Regions from separate parts of the Oryzias latipes genome. Here region 2 is linked to region 1. A link is a contact called in public Hi-C data. All regions are on one chromosome and are shown on one strand. Each heading gives the region's core, a stretch centred on a gene start, on an enhancer-like site or on the middle of the called end of the contact. The rest is flanking DNA. Distances are from core to core; before and after follow the strand shown.

The links. A called contact is a pair of places that touch in the nucleus more often than the background predicts.
Region 2: a contact with region 1 is called in a Hi-C map of fibroblasts, with 2.8 times the contacts expected there. The contact joins the enhancer-like site here to the promoter of LOC101159579 in region 1.

Annotation. Positions count from the first base shown.
Region 1 is chr5:15,018,924-15,022,450 of ASM223467v1, reverse strand. LOC101159579 (protein-arginine deiminase type-2) reads left to right here and starts at 1,347. Exons shown (of 16, transcript XM_004068834.4): 1 at 1,347-1,694. The coding sequence starts at 1,543.
Region 2 is chr5:15,155,244-15,159,213 of ASM223467v1, reverse strand. It overlaps LOC101160155 (membrane-associated guanylate kinase, WW and PDZ domain-containing protein 3), which reads right to left. Exons shown (of 20, transcript XM_020703262.2): 9 at 2,208-2,399; 10 at 980-1,624. Among protein-coding and RNA genes, the nearest start is that of LOC105354097, 17 kb to the left of the region's middle. Within about 2 kb of position 1,458, at least 2 of the 8 cell types and tissues checked have an H3K27ac peak or open chromatin away from gene starts, as enhancers often do.

The sequences.
Region 1 (3,527 bases), core at 98-2,597:
AGTGGATGAAGAAGCTCAGATAATACTTTTCCCAACTGTGAGAGTGTGAAAACCGCATATGGATGTTTAAAGATAAACCTTTTACATTGATCTATCTTAATTGTTTGCTTCAGTTAAGATAAATCTTTTTTTTTTTTTTTTAGTTAAGTCAGCTTAAAAATAACACGTAGTTATTAGACTGTTATTTTATTTTCATTCAAATTAATTCAATTAAGTAAGTGTAACTTTGGTGCTGGTGTTAGATCATCACCGCAAGGAATTGTGGAATACCATTCCCTTTACCTGTCTGGGCAGATTTGGGTCCAAGTGTGGCTTTTTGACCATTTGTGTTTAGTTTAGCTGTTTTACTGTGTGAGTTATTTGTACTGTTATATTTACTTCTTTCTGCACCATGAGTGAGAGGGAGGAAGAGGATGATCAGTTTATTTAGTAGCCCTACTTTCTATGGATATTGTGATAAATTCAGAGCTATGGTAAATGGTTTGATGACTCAACTTTGTTTAGATTCATTCATTTTATTGTTATAAAAATGAGTCTATCTGCAGGCTCAAATTTAGACATGAGAGTTCAAGAATTACAATAAATTAAGATGGAAAAATTATAATTCAATTGGAGTAATATTACGCATTTAGTTAGATAAATATTTAAATCTGAGTTGTAAAAAAAATATTGAGTTGGATAGACGTAAGAAATTTGGTTGAATGAATTTAACTCAATTACTTGTTACCAATTGAATTAATTTAAGTTGGATAAGTTATATAAATATGCGTCACAATGAAAATAAGATCAGAAACTCTTGCGTTTACTTTGTCGTTCTTTTCTCCAAGCAGAAACTCTTTTTTTTTGATGATGCAGGGTATCACTTTTTTTGATGGACGTATAATCTCCATCCGCCGTCAGTAAAATCTCAGACTCCTCTCACTGGAGTATAACGCTCTTTTTTCTCCACGCGTTTCCATGGTGACTCCTCCGGAAATTGGCGAGCCATTGAGAATACCTTTTATGTACTTGCTGTGCACGTGCATTAACCCAGGGTTACCAAGTCAAGCGTAATTACGCCAACTCATATCCGGTCTTTTGGAACCGACATACCGACATAGAGTAAGCAAGTTCAGGCGGATTTCAGCCAGAGTTCAGGGTTAAAGTCAGGGTAGTTTAAACATGCTTCCTGGAATACCCTCCTGGTAATGTTCAGAGCATGAGTTGCTATGGGAACCAAGCATACCCTGAAACATTGTTTTTTGTAACCAAAAAGCTGATGTTATACTCTTCCTTAGCCTCAAACTTGCCGTGGCAACTCACATAAGCTTTTTTTTTTTTTTTTTTTTTTTTTAAATACCGCCCTGGTCAAGAACGGTTGGTGTCAATAATATAGGCGGGTTCTCTTACCTGTAGGGTTTCTCTGTGTCCGCCCACCACGAGAATGTAGATTCGCTCATCCAAAGTAGCGTGGCTCCTCCTTCTCTCAAATGAAAAGTATAAAACTATTTCCAAGAACCGCTTCACCTCATTGTCTGTGTCCAAGACTCCGAGAACTGCACCATGTTCGAACAGGTTGAAGCCGCACCACCCGCTCCCTCAGTCAAAGATAGTCCAGCAGGGACAGAACATCATCGGACATGTCGTCTGGATATCAACAAGCCGCAGCATGTCCTGTATGTTGTTGGCACTTCTTTGGATGTGAGCATCTACAGGTAAGGAAACACGATCAGCTGCTGGATGACGGCTTGATATGGGTGGAGGTGGATGACAGGCTAATAAATTACAGCTTCAGGTGTTTCCATTCCTTGAACTTTAAACTTATACATTATTATTATTTTATGTGATTTTTTTTTGTATGTCAAGGCATCCGCTTCGCAAGTCACACCGACAGATGGTAAATAGATAGTCACGTGATAACTAACCACTTGACTGTGAATCAGAGCGAAGAGCAAGAGGTATGACCGTCAAGGCCGGATATAGGCATGAGTAAGGGGGGCAATCCCTATTTAAAATGCCCCCCTCCCAAAAAACAATTGTCATAGCCTGCAAAAATCCGAAGTTAAAGAAATTTAAATAATAAAAACAAACGAAGTAAACAAAATAAATACAACATAATTCAGGATGGACAGAAGAACAAATACACATAAAACTATAAATGAAATGGGAAACCATAATGTCACAAATGCAGACTGAAATTGGCACAAATCAGAGTCCTGCTTGAGCTGGTCCCAAACCCGGTAAATGCAGGGGCTTGCATTTAATTAAAAACTTAAACGTCATCAAATAGATCAAAGAAGAATGTAGATATATGAATAGAAGAACTGATATGATGTTAGGATGGTTTTTTAAGCATTTTAGGGCAGATATGACACCCCAAACTGCAGTCAGGACTCCCAGCTGGACTCTAAGGGTTGTTTATGTGTTCTTGCCTGCCTTAGAGTAGCCTAAACAGGTAAACTTGCTCTTAATTTAGGAGGAATGTGCCATAATCAGATATTTAATAGAATTGTAAAGGTTATGACAGTAATAATTGCACAAAGTTCAAATAATTTACATAAAGCTGAATAGTTTTTTGTATTAAATAAAAATCCTGCTCTCAATGAACACAATCTGTAATTGTGCACAGTGGTGGGTGAACTTGTTCTGTTCTATGTTGTACAGTGGGTGAATAAACAATTGGTCATTGTATGTCAACAACAGTAACTTTGTTTATTCAACAAAAAAAAAGGAAAGAAAGGGAAAAAACTGGTCTGTACAATGCCAAAGGCCAACCTACAGAAAAAGAGACTTGATAACTGACTGAGTTCTGGCCAGTGGCTCAAAGAGTTGTTGAACCTGTGTGGTTATAAACCAGAGAACTGGACTTGGACCACACTTACACTTAAATTTGGCCATTATTTTGTCTCAAGCCTTTCATGAAATTGCAGTTCATGCTACATAAATCACTAAGTCTTTTTAGAAAGTTTCATAGTAGTATCATTTCAGCTCTCAAGACCTCTTGCAGATCAAAGTGATCACTCGTTTTGTGAAGTTTAAACTTGTTGTTCCTAAAAAGTAAGTTGAGTTTAAAGCAATAATAATTTTTATTACGATGAAGCTCACTTATAGTTAACTCAACCAGCCTGTTTGACCAATTTATCAGGTATTGTATTACATTAACCCTTGTGCTATCTTAGGCACTTTAACATTGGGAGTTGGGTCATCTAGACCCACTAGACAGTGCGCTAAACCTGTTTTCTTCAATGATTTGTGATCTTCACTGGTGTCCATGATTACATAAAATCTTTCCACCTTTGTCATGGTAGGGAGAACACGTCAATGTAAGGGTGTGGTCATCTAAGATAGCACAAGGGTTACACACCTACCTCCTTTTCACACTTACTTGTGGACAGAAATACAGAGAAACATTTCAACAATGAAATGTTATAGTCCTCCTGTACTCTATTTTGTGCATTTTGTAATTCATGTGGTTTCCTTTGTCTACAATGGAGGCCTTCATAACAAAAATAGCCCCCTTTTATAATTTCCTAACTCCAAATTATTTA
Region 2 (3,970 bases), core at 209-2,708, 140 kb before region 1:
AAAGACTGCATGAAGCTTAGCACATATCCTTCATAGATGGAGTCATGCAGTGCGTCAGTCGAGGATCACATGGGGGTGAGGTTGCAGCCCTGAGTGTGAGTAGTGTGGGCGTTTCAGAGATGATAGAAGGAGGTTAAGGCGTGGTTATGGGAGGAGGCCCTGGAGGACAGTCCCTCTATAGGCGTTTAGCCATGGACGTTAGTAAGGCCACGGCTATAGAGGCATGCAGAATTCCCTTGCGCTTTGCTGATGATCAAAGCCAATCCGGAGTTCATTGAGTTGCGCAGTGAGCCCCCTGGGGCAGCAGGAGATGTAAGCAGGAGACATTTGAAGGGTGCCTTCCCTCCTCCCGCTGCTGCTTGAAATCAAGCACATCCTCGCACTTATGTAATTCCTGCTTTCAGACTTGTAACAGAGTGCATTACGCCTCACTGGGAGTTGTCATAAACACGGGCATTTTGACTGGATGCACACAAGAGGACTGCTTGAAAAATGCTTGGGGTGTGCAGTTTGCATATGTAAAGAAGCTGCATATGACGGGAAGAAATATAGCACTGAAGGACCCAGTCAGATCATCATCTGCAGCAGCTAGAAAAGTGCTCTTGGATCTATCAAGTGGATAAAAAAGGCAGCAGTGATTTTTTTATGCAGGCTGCATAAAGTGGCATCACCCAGCCCTTAAAACGAAATCATGTGTTTTCACTCAGTGCCCCCCAAACCAACCACAGCACCATCTCACCTCCTGTCAGTTTCAGCACTATGATCTGAATTCCAACGGGCACTGCAGAAGTTGCATCAACAGTAACAGTACATTATGTAATGCACATGAGGGTAGAAATGAATGAGAATAACACATGGATACAATGAGAGGAAAAACAACAAGACAGGCAGGAGAGAAGCAGGGAGCAGAAGAACAGACGGATGCAAACACAGAACAAAGAGTGAGACAGAGAAAATATTAGTCGATTCAGCCTTTTACCTCCTCTCAGCACCAGTACGTTGACCTCGCTGCCCACCGGGAAGTCTTTGAGGATATCTACCACTTGTGCATGACTAAGTGTTTGGACGTTTTGTCTGTCAATCTCCTTGATTACATCTCCTTTCTGTAGACCACGGCACCACTGTGCATCCAGGATCATCTTCACCTTCTGGCCAAGTGGACAGTCCGCTATGGCAAACCCAAATCCTCCTGGTCCCTTGACCAGCGGCACGCTTACCAGTTCTGGCTGAAGCATTGTAGTGGCCACCTCCCTATCAGGCTGCCTACCATTTGGCACTGTGGCCACAACAGGGCGGCCGCTGGCATCAGTGGTTACGTAGTGGAGATCTTGTGAGGATCCGTGGAGAACATCCCCTTTTACAAGCAGTGGTTGTCCGTTGATGAGGGGCACAGCTGTCACCACCTCTCCCCCATGCAAACCCTGCTGGGTTTGAGCTCCGGGAGGAGGGGGAGGAGGGGGTAGCGGGTCATCACTGTTTAGATCGACATCAGGAGGAAGGGGGTAGCCGCGGCAAAGAACCATGTCTACATAATGGTTGATGGGAACAGACTGGAACATCTTTACCACCTCTGGATGTGTCCTTCCAAGCACGCACATCCTGTTAATTTCAACGATCACATCACCTGACACAAAAGGAAATGAAAAACTGAGTGACAAAAGGGAATACTTGCTCCAATTTTTAATCTAGACATAACTTCTTCTACATTTTCTTGCAAAGCTGTGCTTCCTTTGTCAGACATCACTCCTGTGAAATGTCCCTTTCCCCTTTGCAGCTGCTGTATTTCCACTTTGGCAGCCCTCTTTATTGCTTTTATTTCCCTTTATCTCATTCATTCCTGCTTCATTCTCCCCCTTTCAATCTTTACTTTGCTGTGCAGTCCTGAGCAGTACTCCCACAACAACTGCAGAGCAGAGACAATTGTAGATCCCTGTCACATTATACTCTCGAAACGATCACACCCAAACACACAGTTCAACACACACACAGCTTAAGGCACGACTCCCACAGTGATCAGACTGCTTGCTTATATACAACTGTGCTAGAGTTCATTTTACTATCTTATTGAACCCCTGGGATACTGTCAGGTTAAATGAGAACCATTAAGGTAAATTTAGCACCTCCAAGTGTCTCTGCAGAACATTCCTGTTTTGGCTTATTTCTCAAATGTTAATTTTTTTTTAGCACATAAACATCTCATTTCTCACCGGATGCCATCTTGTTGTCCTGAGCAGCAGGGCCATCGCTGAGCACATTCTTCACCTGCAGAAACTCATCTGTTCGATCCCCTCCAATGATGGTGAATCCAAAACCCTGTGAGCTTTTCTTCAGAGATGTGTGGTACAACTCTCCCTTCAGCTGGCTGGGGTCTGCAGTGAAACCTGGGGAAGCTCCTTTGCCTAAGAAAAAAAGAAGTATTGCAGATTTATGAGAGCATGACAGGCTTTCTGACTAAAATTCCCATTTAGAAAGTCCACCACATTTAAATGTAGCATTACAGATAAACCTATATATCTCTTTTAAAGACTGCAAAATCCATCCACCCCTGTGCTTAACTTTAATTACACGCATTGTGAGATGTGAATCAACATATTAATTAGTAAATTAAAGTTAATAGGCGTGATCCATATTTTAACTTGATAAACTCATCAACTGAGACCTTTTTGTGCAACCCTGACAAGAAATGAGTTGAGATAGAAAGATAAAAAGGCAAAATTGTAGCTTAAGGGACTAATTTATTCCCTTACCACCATTAAAAAAACTGTAGAGCAAGAGAGGGACATCACCTTTGACTAAAAGTAATTTGCTTTAATAGTTTTTTTTATTTTTGATTTCTGCCTAATTTAATCAATGATTCAGGCAAAAAAAGTTCAGAAACGTCAACTTTTTAAAGCTCCAGTATGGAACAGTTAAAGGGTAATGGTGACTTCAGTGTGAAGCAGCTGTGGAATATGGATTCAAAGGATGACCAACTCCTAGGGTTACCCTGCATAATACCAGACAATTTTATTATAGACCCAACAGTTACATTGACGCTCCTTGATGTTTTTTTTTCCTTTCTTTTCTTGTTTGACTCAAAAGCTTAAAGATACGGCGAATATCAGTCAAACCTCCTTTCATAAATTACATTTTTTATATGTTCATTCATTCATTCATTCATTCATTCATTCATTCATTCATCCTTTAAACCCATTTTGTCCCTTTCTGGGTCACTGGGCTCTGCTGGAACCTACTTGTGGGAGAAGACAGGGGACATCCTGGGCAGGTAATTTTCCAAAAACACCACATCCATTTCCATTGCTATGCGGATGACACCCAGCTCTATCTTTCCAGCCAACCCAACTCCACACTGCCTCCATTAGCACTGGTTGACTGCATCAATGAAGTCAAATCCTGGTTCACCTCAAACTTTTTAAAACTCAATAGCAATAAAACTGAACTTCTTCTGATTGGCACCAAATCCACCCTGAGCAAGACCAACCATTTCTCTCTTTCCATTGACGGCTCCACCATCTCTCCCTCCCCTCAGGTAAAGAGTTTGGGTGTCATCCTCGACAGTAGTCTCTCTTTCACTTCTCACATAAACAGCGTCACCAGATCAGCTTACTTCCATCTACGCAACATCCAACGTCTACGTCCCTTCCTCACTACTCAGTCCACTGCTGTACTGGTACATAGTCTTGTTACTTCCCGCCTGGACTATTGTAACTCTCTTCTATTTGGTCTCCCACAAAAAACCCTCCATAAACTTCAAATGGTTCAGAATTCAGCAGCTCGTATCATCACACGCACTCCCTCCATCAACCATATCACACCTATTCTTCAACAGCTTCACTGGCTACCCATCCCATTCCGCATTCAATACAAAATCTTGCTCTACACATTCAAAGCCTTTCACAACCTTGCACCTCCATATCTCTCTGACCTCCTTCATGTCTCCATACCTGCTCGCTCCCTCCGCTCCTCTTCT